Regions from separate parts of the Mus musculus genome. Here region 1 is linked to region 2. Evidence: chromatin contacts called from public HiChIP or PLAC-seq data. All regions are on one chromosome and are shown on one strand. Each heading gives the region's core, a stretch centred on a gene start, on an enhancer-like site or on the middle of the called end of the contact. The rest is flanking DNA. Distances are from core to core; before and after follow the strand shown.

What was found. HiChIP or PLAC-seq counts read pairs in DNA pulled down with a chosen protein or histone mark.
Region 1: an H3K27ac HiChIP or PLAC-seq map of large pre-B cells shows a contact between it and region 2, with 3 times the contacts expected there. The contact joins the promoter of Slit1 here to the promoter of C330026H20Rik in region 2. A contact is called at or near these places in 1 of 39 promoter capture datasets (hippocampal neurons) and 1 of 115 datasets of contacts at active chromatin or transcription factors (large pre-B cells).

What each region holds. Positions count from the first base shown.
Region 1 is chr19:41,740,762-41,746,274 of GRCm38.p6, reverse strand. Slit1 (slit guidance ligand 1) reads left to right here and starts at 2,419. Exons shown (of 37, transcript NM_015748.3): 1 at 2,419-3,063. The coding sequence starts at 2,867.
Region 2 is chr19:41,009,773-41,015,059 of GRCm38.p6, reverse strand. C330026H20Rik (RIKEN cDNA C330026H20 gene) reads left to right here and starts at 3,382. Exons shown (of 3, transcript NR_155302.1): 1 at 3,382-5,287.

The DNA of each region.
Region 1 (5,513 bases), core at 1,170-3,669, 730 kb before region 2:
TAGGAGCGAGGAGCCCGCCAGGCTCTGAGGTGGAGGAACTGGGGATGGGAGCCAACTTGGGGAGCTGCCTGGCTACTGGGGCAGGGCCTCCCATGATGGGCTGGCTGGGGAGTCTTTGTCCTGGGTCTGAGTTGCCCTCCTTCCTCCCCTCCCTTCAAAGGAGAGGCCAGGCCTTGCCAGGCGTTGACAACTTGGCTTAGGGCCTGCTTGGAACTCACTGGCCAGGCGAATCTGGAAGCTTCTAGTGTAGAGCCTAGCTCTCGAGAGCCATGAGCAAGGTTGATCTTGCACCCCCGCCCGCCTCCTCTCACCCCTCCCCGTCCCCGTTCTCCCTGCCACTCCGAGGACTCCAGGGCATGTCGCCCAGTTAATCAACACTCTCCCCTTCCCCACATGGGTCCTGGCTTCTAAGAGCCTCTGAGATTACGGGGTTGGGAGAGAGGAACACCTCTGGAGCAGAAGGTTGGAGGCGTACATAGTTTGGGCACTGTCTGTGATGGGCCTACTAAGTGCCAAATGCTGGGGTTGGTGCCAGAGGAGGAAGTGAGGGACGCAAAGGGGTGGCACTTTGCTAGTGGGGTGTCAGGGAAGGAACACCAGTGTGAACAGCTTCAACTATTGAGGAATAGACAATTACGACACTAAAGTGTGAGGATTTCCTAGTGCTGGGGGATGGGAGGGGGAGGGGGGGAAAAGTCCTTAGAGGACAGGCTGGCTTTCTGGGAAAAGAGGCAAGTGGCCCTTTTATATTTAGATCCCAGTGATAGAAGCTCTTGATATCACACTGTAAGGACTGGCAGAGAAAGCTCCCTCCCCAAGTTACCAAATTTGTCTTCAAGAGATAGAGCTGGGATGTAGAGACTGTGCTCTGATCAGAAGTGTGGTCCAGGGCTTGTCTTGAATGGAGTCAGACATTCAAGTGTGCCATGCTGACCACAGGGCCTTATGCAGTATATGGTAAAGTAACTGGAAGAGTCTGATCCAGAGGGAAAACAACCAAGCATCCAATGGTTCCAGGTGAGTCCCACGCCTCTAATCGTGTGGTGACTTCAGTATCTCACCACTGTGACAAACTGCCGTCATTGCTGGGCTTAGGTTCTGCTCCCCCCTCCCCCCAAGAAGGGGGACCCTGCAGTAGCTCCACTAGGGGGGCTTTTGACTCTTGACCATCTGAGCTACTTCTGATGCCCAGTTGTTATCTGCACATAGGGCCCTGACTCCCGGAGCTCAGCTCAACACGAACTCCAAAGCTTGCGTGGAGTTTCCAACAGAGGAATGCTCGACAGAGCCATCTTTATCGGGGGGGGGGGGGGGGGGGGGGAAGTCCTTCTCTTTGAGTGCAAAGCTTTGGAAGGGATGCACATGGTGTGGAATAGGAGGAAGGGGACACCCACAGTGACACTCAGATCACCAGATCAACCCTGTTGATCAATGGGATGACAGATGTCTCAGCCAGATCTCCCTCACATCCGGAGCTCAGCTCTTTAGAGACCCAGAGAGCCACAGCTGTCCGTTTTGGGGGAGGTGCTTTCTTTTCTGGGGTTGGAGGGAATTCTGTCCCTCACTGGATTTCCTATTCACACCCACATCCCCAACTCTGTCAGAATAAGAAAATTCCTTGCCCATGGGGCTGTGAGGCCCGAGGTCCTATTCAGGTACCAGTTGACTGGGTGGTGTTTTTTTCTTCTAAACAGGTTCTGTGTTCTCTCCACTCTGGCCTTTTGAGAGGACCAAATATTCCTTTTCTTCTGTTTCCACCTGCCAGATGTGGAGAGGCTAGTTGCTGGATTTCCAAGGTGGCTTCCTATTGGTATACCAGTAGAGAGGCTTGTGTAGAAAACACCTCCCCTCCGGACTTACAAAGTCCTGTCAGGACTCCTGTCATCCCAGCTGGCTGGCTTCTGTTCCCGGAAGAGGTTGGGTTCTGCCTTTAGGGAGAGTATGTGTTGAGGGAGAAGACTAACCTGGCCTGAGGCTTTTATATTCTCTCAAGTCTCTTCCCTCAAGGTCCCAGGCTGGGCAAGGAAAGACAGCTTGGAGAGGCCATCTGGTACAAGAAGCCTCACCAACAGTTGACAAAGGAAGTTGGTGGGGCCCGGTGACCTCTTCAGCCATTGGGGAAGTCTGTGGTCCCAGGGAAGGGAAGGTGTAGGGAAAAAAAATCTTTTTGCTCCTCTGCCCTAGTAGCTGAGGGTACTGAAGTGACTGGTCTAAATGTACACATCATTGCAGTGTGTGTGTGTGTGTGTGTGTGTGTGTGTGTAGCTTACAGAGCAGGTCCAGTCTGTAAGCCCCCTTCCCCGGGCCCCCGCAGCCCTTGGCGCCTGGGAGGTTGCACCTTTGAAACTGTATGCCAGCGGCTGGACCTCTGTAGCAGCAGAGAAGTGGTGGGGAGGAGGCGGGCGGTGGTCCGTGCTTGGGGGGGAGGGCGGGAAGGAGTCTGGCCCTGGAAGTGTGCTTTTCGATTGATGGATGACTGCCGGGTGTGAGCGAGCGTGCGGGTGTGAGTGTGTATGTGTGTGTGTGTGTGTGCGCGCGCGCGCGAGGTGTGTGTGTGTGCGCGCGCGCGGGGCCTGCCCATTTTCCTCCTCACAGCAGTCAGTTGGGAGCTGGAGGGAGAGGGAGACGCCGGCAGCGAGCACTGGGAGAGGAGCTGAGCGCCCTCCGCTTAAGACGCCTTTCCTGGGTCTACGCACAGACGCTGTCGCTGGGAGCATCTAGGTACCACTCGATCCGCAAGGGCGCATCGCACGATTCCACCGGCTCTTCGGTCCTTCGGTGGGGATAGCACCTGGAGCTAGCCCCGGACGGGGATGGTCAGCGGCTGCGGCCGTCTGGCACGCGAACGGGACACGGCGAAGGCACCATGGCGCTAACGCCCCAGCGCGGGTCCTCTTCGGGGTTGAGCCGACCGGAGCTGTGGCTGCTGCTGTGGGCAGCCGCGTGGCGCCTGGGGGCCACGGCGTGCCCCGCCCTCTGCACCTGCACCGGCACTACGGTGGACTGCCACGGCACGGGTTTGCAGGCCATCCCCAAGAACATCCCACGGAACACCGAGCGCCTGTGAGTACGGATCCGCCCGTCCACTGGGAGTCCCTCCACCCCCTCGACCCCTGGTTGCTCTCCCACCCTGACGGATCAGAGGGACCGGAATCGGGTGGGGGGCGCTAGACCGTTGGGCTCCGTCGCCAGTAGAGGAGTCAGTGCCTTGGTAGGTTTTTAGGAAACCAGAAACCAGGAGCGCATTTGCAGGTGCCAGATTCAAAGGGCCCTGGAAGCATCCTCAGCCCTTCCTCACACCTGCCCCTTGCGATCTCTGCTCTCCGCTGTGACAGGTCCTTCCCACTGTACAGCACTTTATTCCTCTAGGGTACCTGGAGCCTTCCTGGCACCTAGGAGAACAGCTTCCCACAGACTCCAGGCACGGTGTCTCCTTTTGGACACATGGGGTTTGCTGGGTTCTGAGTGGGCAGGTGGATTTGGGCTCTGAGGGCTCGCTGCCACGGACCAGAAGTTTCTGAGCACCTATTCTACCCATTGTTTGGTCCCAGAGCCTGGATAAGTCTTCCCTTGAAGGTGTAAGCAACCTACCCTCTCCTTCAGTCTTCATCCTGAGCCCAGGCAGACAGACAATGGGACCCGAGGGCCTTTGGTTTGGGTTTTGGGGAATATGACATCGGAACCCTTACAGGGTGAGAGGAGTCCTGGACTGCGAGCTCAGGGATGATACTAGAGGCCAGGAGCTCGGACTGGGACATAAGGTTGGAGACATTGACAGTGACAAGTCATAAAAACCACCCTTCCTTCCCTCTTGTTCTCTTGTACTTCTGGATTTTGAGGTAACTCCACCCTTTCCAGACCTGCCTCATGAGCACGGTGGAGCGTGTGTGATACATTTTCTCTTTTCCTGCCAAATGTGGTCGGTGTGAAATTCCGGCACCTAAGGATACCACGGCAGTGTGAGTCCGGGGGGTCTGCGGGTCGTGCGAGTGGATTTTTAGTCACACACAGGGCCTTTGTACACTTTCAGAGGTGACTGTACCAGGGGATTTTTTTTTTTTTTTGATACTTTGGGGAAGGTTAGTGGCTTCTTTGAAACCATGCTCCTCTTTCTTTCCACACTCCTGGGTGACTACAGTGAGCGTCAGAAAAGGTATACATATTTTGATAACTCAGGAGCATACTTTCATGAGTCTCAGCTGGCCAGAGGCAAACCCCGGGGAGAGCTGTTGCCTACATCAAACTCTGAACTTCTGTACCGAGGCCAGCAATTAGTGAGTACATGCTTGCCCCAGACTCTTTCTTGGCTGGGTTTGAGACATTCCCGTGACAGTTTCAGAGAATTTGCAATCTGCATGCAATCTAGTTGGGAACTGGCGTGTGTGTGTGTGTGTGTGTGTGTGTGTGTGTGTGTGTGTGTGCACGCACCCATGTAGAAATTGGGGTGACCGAACTGAGTTTCCTTGAGTCAGCCTCATGGACCTAGAGAGAAATTAAGGACAATCAAGTCTGTTTGGAGGACCTCTGAGGTCACCTTGGCCTGTTCTTTCCGGATGAAATTTCTGTCCCCTGCTTTACCCAGTGGTGTGTTTTTTCTGGGCTATTACCCTGGCAGCAGCCCACACAGGAGACACATGAGGCCCTCTCCTTTGCTTTTGCACCTTGTCTACTCTGCATTCTTGCTTTCCCACTGTCCTACTACCTTGACTGCTTCTGATAGGCTCTGCTTTGCCTTTCATGAATTCTTTAGTCTTTTCTAGTCAGTGAGATGGAAGTGAATCCCCAGACAGAGCAGAGTTGGGGGTAGCCCTGGAAGCCAGAGTATCTGGGTTAGAAGCCCAGCTCTGTGAATTATGGGCTATGTGACTTTGGACAAGTTACCAGACTTCCCTGAGCCTTGGTTGCTTTCTATTAGGAAATGGAGTCTGGGCTACATTGGGTTTCTGGTTCTTGTGGCAATGGAAGGTAATGTCTGGAAGAGGCTGGGTAGTATTCTGGTGCTTGCTTAGTAAAGCGCTATGATGGTAACACAGGGAGACAAGTCTCACGTTTATCAAGCCAGTGCCTTCTCTCAGTTCTGAGGCCCCAAAGAGAGTGAACCTGTCTCTGCCTTCAAAAGGCAGATGGTATGAAGGGCTGGACAGGGGACCGTTAGTAGGAAGATATAGGGAGAGGCCCAGCTAGCCATGTGATGGGGCTTGAGAACACAAGGCCAAGAAGCCCTTTTGGGGGTCTAGGGGGCTTCTTAGAAGGTGGAGAGTGTTGTTAGGGTTGGTGGGTTTTGCCAAGCAGAGTCCAGGCAACACAGGCAGGAATGACTGCCTGAACACAAAGCCTGTGTGGCTGGCCGGCCATGACTGGTGTAGCCTGCAGGTCAGATTTTCCCAAGGGCTGAATCACACCATGTCCAGAGAGGAGAGGAGCCTGGGTTATAAAGAGAGATCGGGAAGGGCCAGGAAGGCCTTTCTCCAGCTTCACATTCCCCTTGAATACGTCTGGGTGGGAGTCCAGGG
Region 2 (5,287 bases), core at 2,133-4,632:
ATTGCTGTGTTTTATAAAAAAAGAAGCCAGGGATATGTATGGTAGAGGCAAGGTATTGTGTGAGGGAAGGGGCATCCCTTCCCCCCCCGCCCCCCCCCCCCAGGGACCAGCCACAGGACTGTATAGTATAGAAGAGAGTTTATTTAGGTAATGAGGAAAGGAGTTGAAGGGGTAGATGATACAGAGAGAGAGAGAGAGAAAGAGAGAGAGAGAGAGAGAGAGAGAGAGAGAAGGAGGAAGAAGGAGGAGGAGGAAGAGGAGGAGGAGAAGGAGGAGGGAGGCCAGCCATGAGCATATGGGGGGGGGGGGAGATGGAGAGAGAAGGGACAGAGAGGAAAGAGAGGAAGGGAGAAAGAGGAGAGAGGAGGGGGCAAGCAGCCCCTTTTATAGTGAATCAGGCACACCTGACTGTTGCCAGGTAACTGTGCGGCAGAGCCTAGAAGAAATGCCAACACTTAAGGAACTCTAATGGAAGGCTTGTCTGTGTAGGTAGGGGCTCCTCTTGCTTCCTGATCATCCATCTCTGGATCACACAAATAACAGGAGGTTCAAGTCCAGGCTCCACCATTTTCCTGACATCTTGGTGACAGGAAATTTTCTTAAATCTTCTCCAGGTGCCTATTTATTTATTTATTTATTTATTTTTCTTTTTTCTTGTATTGTTTTCCAAGGCAGGGTTTCTTTGTGTAGCCCTGGCCGTGCTGGGATTTGTTTAATTTTTATAGACGTTGATGATCTGCTCACTGCTCTTTGAGGAAAATATCAGCTGACAGTTATCCACCGCCAGACAGATTCGTTTCCTTCCACGGTTAGCAGCTGCTGGGGTTTCTGCATAACGTAACATGTAGAAAATGACACTGTAGTGGGATTTTTGGCTTGCCTTCCCTGGGTGTGTGGGTGTCACTTCTTGCGTTTGTTAAGATTATTTTTGTTGAATATTTTGTGGGGTTTTTGTGTCTTGTAGGACTTATTTGGGGAAAGCCTTTATTGTTGATATGAGAGAACCGCTGGACACATCTGGAAGAGTCCAGCTTAGAGAGAGAGAAAGAAGTGGACGGAACGTTGGAAGCAAACAGGACATGGCCAGGGCTATCTGCAATAGAGGGAGAGCAGCAGGGAGTGGAGACTAGAGAAAACGCAGTGGGAGCAGAGCTTATGGAGGAGGGCAGGGCTAAGGAGAGAGTGAGTAGCTGAGAAGAGGGAAGCCCAGGAACTGGGGGGGGTTAGGGGAGGGGAGAAGGATTAGGATGGACTCTGAGGTGTGTAACAGGTGTGGCTGATACGGAGGGAGCCTGGAAGCCAGCATGAGCTTTGTTATGGTAATAGTTGCCACAGGTGTCCCTGCTCCTGCTAGAGGTAAGGGAAACGCCTCCTTTTGGTGGATGGGAACCGGTTTCAAATGTTCCTGAGGAATGCTGGCTTTTATCTATGTGCCAGAAATCCTTATCGTGCAGGTTGAGCTCATTTGTGGATAGCTGGACTGCTTTTTCAAGCTTGAGGAATTAGAGTTTCCTTTGGACCTGACGACAGTAACAAAATGCGCTCTTCTTCCTGTGTTTTTGGTTGCTAACCTTTGCTCCAAAGCGTTCTCTGCCTCGTGTGTGTGTGTGTGTGTGTGTGTGTGTGTGTGTGTGTGTGTGTGTGTGTGTGTTAGCTTTCCTTCTAGGCCTGACTCACTATAAAAGGGGCTGTTTGCCCACTTCTCACTCTTAGTCTCCTATCCTGTCCTCTCCTCATTCCTCTTCCCCCACCCTCTCCACTTGTTCCGCCCACCACCACCCCTCTCCCTTTGCCTCTACCCCCTCAACTCCCCTCCCCATGTCCTAAATAAACTCTAGTCTATATGCTTCCTATGACTGGCACCTCAGTGTGGGCCCGCAGAGGCACCCCCCTTCCACCTCACCATACTGTGCCTCTACCAAACAAATCCTGGCTCTTCCTTTCTTTTTTATAAAACACAACAATGTGTGCATGCATTGAAACACACGCACATGTGCATGCACACACAGGTACACACACACAAGCACACATGCACAACTTATTTCTTTTAAATGTATGTGGGTTGTCTACCTTATATGGCTGATGTGAAGACTGTTTTATATATACACACATATAATACACACTCACAGGTGTACACACGTATACACACACACGTGCATGCACACACATATACACAGCAGAAGTCAACATCAGATGGCTTCCTCTATCACTGTATTTTTTGAGACAGGTCTCTCATTGAGACTGGACACTATTTCAGCTGACTATCTGGCCAGCAAGCCTCTGACATCCTCCTGTCTATGCCTCCCCTCCCCCGACCAGCGCTGGGGTTATAGGTGCACACGTTTTGGGGTCTAAACTCAGGCCTTCCTGCTTCCACAGTAAGCGCTCTAACCCTTTACACCATGTCCCTAGCCCTTCTTTGGCTAGCAGTGACACTTTAGGGACATTTTATGGTGCCTAGGCTTTCTATCACATGCAATCCTTTTCCATTCAGAGATTATAAACAGGAGCAGAAATCTTACATTACTTCTTGGGGTTTTTTTATGGTTTTATTTTCATATTTAAATCGTCAACCCCCTGAAATCTATTTTTACGGATGAAATATGATATTGGACCAAAGTTTCTCTTCTTTCAATAGCTTCTGAGTTGTCCTAGAGTCTTTTATCAAAGAATCTGTATTTTCTCCCCTGACCTGAAACCTCCTTAGATTGGAAAGAATCCGCATGGGGCAATGGCTTCTAAATTTGGCAGCAGAAAGCTCTGTGGGCTCAGAACTTCAGCTGAGCTTGTAGCCCCGTTTGTGCCTCTGTTGTTTGGAAAAAGGAGAGACAAATGTACATTGAACCGAAGCTACATTTCAATAAATAGCTGCGTGGGAGAGTGGAAAGAACAGGCCCCCAAATCAGAAAGCCCCTCCCCCTATTCTCCCGTTCAGTCATTGTGAGCAAGACACACAACTGCTCTGAGCCCTGGGTTTTCTTCTGTGCAAAGAAATATTAGCCACCGTTGTTGTGTTTTATAAAAAGACAAGGAGAGAAGGAATGTGCTTGGTGGAGGTGTAGTCGGGTGTGGGGAAGGGGACAGAGCAGGAGCAAAAGAGCAAGAGAGAGAGGAGGGGGCAAGCAGCTCCTTTATAGTGAGACAGACACACCTGGCTATTGCCAGGTAACTGTGGGCGGAGCCTAGGCAAAATGCCAACAACCTTACCATAATGTGGTTTGTCGCTCAACTGTATTAGTGGCTGTGAAAGAGCTTTATAAACTAAGTGTGTGGGGGGAGGGGTGCTGGGGGGGGCTGGTCGTTGTAGGCAACATAACTCAGATTTTTGAATATTTAAATGTTTGAGCTGGTCTGCCTTTTTTTTTTTTTTTTTTTTTTTTACCTTGCTGGTAAGAATCCTGGGTCTGTTTTTAGTTTTATCCTTTTAGAGAGCATCAGCTCTGGGAGGTAGGAGGAGGGAAGGCAGTGACAGGAAGGTTAATGTCATCTGCCTGGCAGAGGGTAAAAACTAGAGTGATGCTCACAGTTTCATATGGTAGTTTTCCAGGACTGATTTCATTTTTTATTTCGTTTTGTTTTGTTTTGAGACAGTTTCTCTGTGTAGCCCTGGCTGTCCTGGAACTCACTCTGTAGACTAGGCTGGCCTCGAACTCACAGGGATCTGTCTACCTCTGCCTCCCAAGTGTTGGGATTAAAGGTGTGCGCCACCACTGCTCTGTTCTGTTCTATGATTCATAGCAGTTTGCTGGCAGTATAGAGCAATGGCAAGAACCATGCAGTGCGGTGGTCAGAGCACGAGATCCCTCCTGCCGGAACTCACTCAAGCTCACTTCATGCCAGGGATTGTGAAAATAACATTTCTTGTGTTCTTGCAAGTCTTTGCAGGGGGTTCCTGGCAGCTCATACTTGCCCCCAGGGAATGCAATGAACTGTGCCTGTAACCCATCCTGTTGGGGACATGCAGCCAAATGGGACATCACTCTTCCCCATCCCCATTGACCAACAGGAAAATGCTAAGATCTTGTCAACTTAGGCAGAAAGGACCGGGGGACAGTCACTCTATTATCCCAAAGGGAAGGTACCATGTCCAGGAGGACATAATGCAGAAAGCACACTGGATACAAGGTGAGCACACTGGATACAACATGAGCACACTGGATACAAGTGAGCACACTGGATACAATGTGAGCACACTGGATACAAGGTGAGCTCACTGGATACAATGTGAGCACACTGGATACAATGTGAGCACACTGGATACAAGGTGAGCTCACTGGATACAATGTGAGCACACTGGATACAAGGTGAGCACACTGGATACAAGTGAGCACACTGGATACAATGTGAGCACACTGGATACAAGGTGAGCACACTGGATACAAGGTGAGCACACTGGATACAATGTGAACACACTGGATACAACATGAGCACACTGGATACAAGGTGAGCACACTGGATACAATGTGAGCACACTAGAGGGTGGCTTAAGGAGAAGATTCTTAGGACCAGGACAAAGAGAAGCTACAGGGCAGCTGATGAACAATGTCACAGTGGTTTAATTTGTTGGAACCTGAGAAACCTGTTCTTCAGAGTTCCTGAGCTGTGGGCCTGGCTCTATCACTGGTCCCATCAATGCAGCCACCAGTTAAGTTACTTGTTGGTAAATATCACTCAGTTCCAAAGGCACAGAGCATCTCCACATTCTTTATTGTAAAGCCCCGGATCCCCAGGAGAAATTGACATCAACATTCTTCCATGGTTAGCACATTTTAATATATTTTATTAAGTTATAAAACTTTGAAAACTGGTCACCCAAAACACCCCAGCAGTTGGTCCAGGTGCTGTGACAAACAACATTTTCTCTGGGACAGTTATCAACAATAAGTAAACCCTTGGGGAAAGAATTAAAAACCACGACAGGGGGTGTTTACACTTTTTTTGGAGAGGGTTTGTATTATTTTATTTGCTATGCAAATTGTCATTAATTTTATTTCAGCTTAGAGCTGGAGAAATGTCCACTCAAGGTTAGTGTTATACCCTGGCTGAGGTGGGAGGTAACCTGCATAGTCACCCAGTGCCCCACACTCAGGCGGCTCACACTGGATCCATGTTCTGATGAACAAGGGGCCTCATGTGCTATTTAGCACTGAGCTCTAAAAGGTATGTAGTCAGTTCTGCTCACTAGATAACAGATAATGCTCAGAAGCCAGGTATGGTGGGGCATATTTTTATTCCCAGTCTTCAGGAAAGAAAGGCAGATCTCTGTAAATTCAAAGAAAGCCTGACC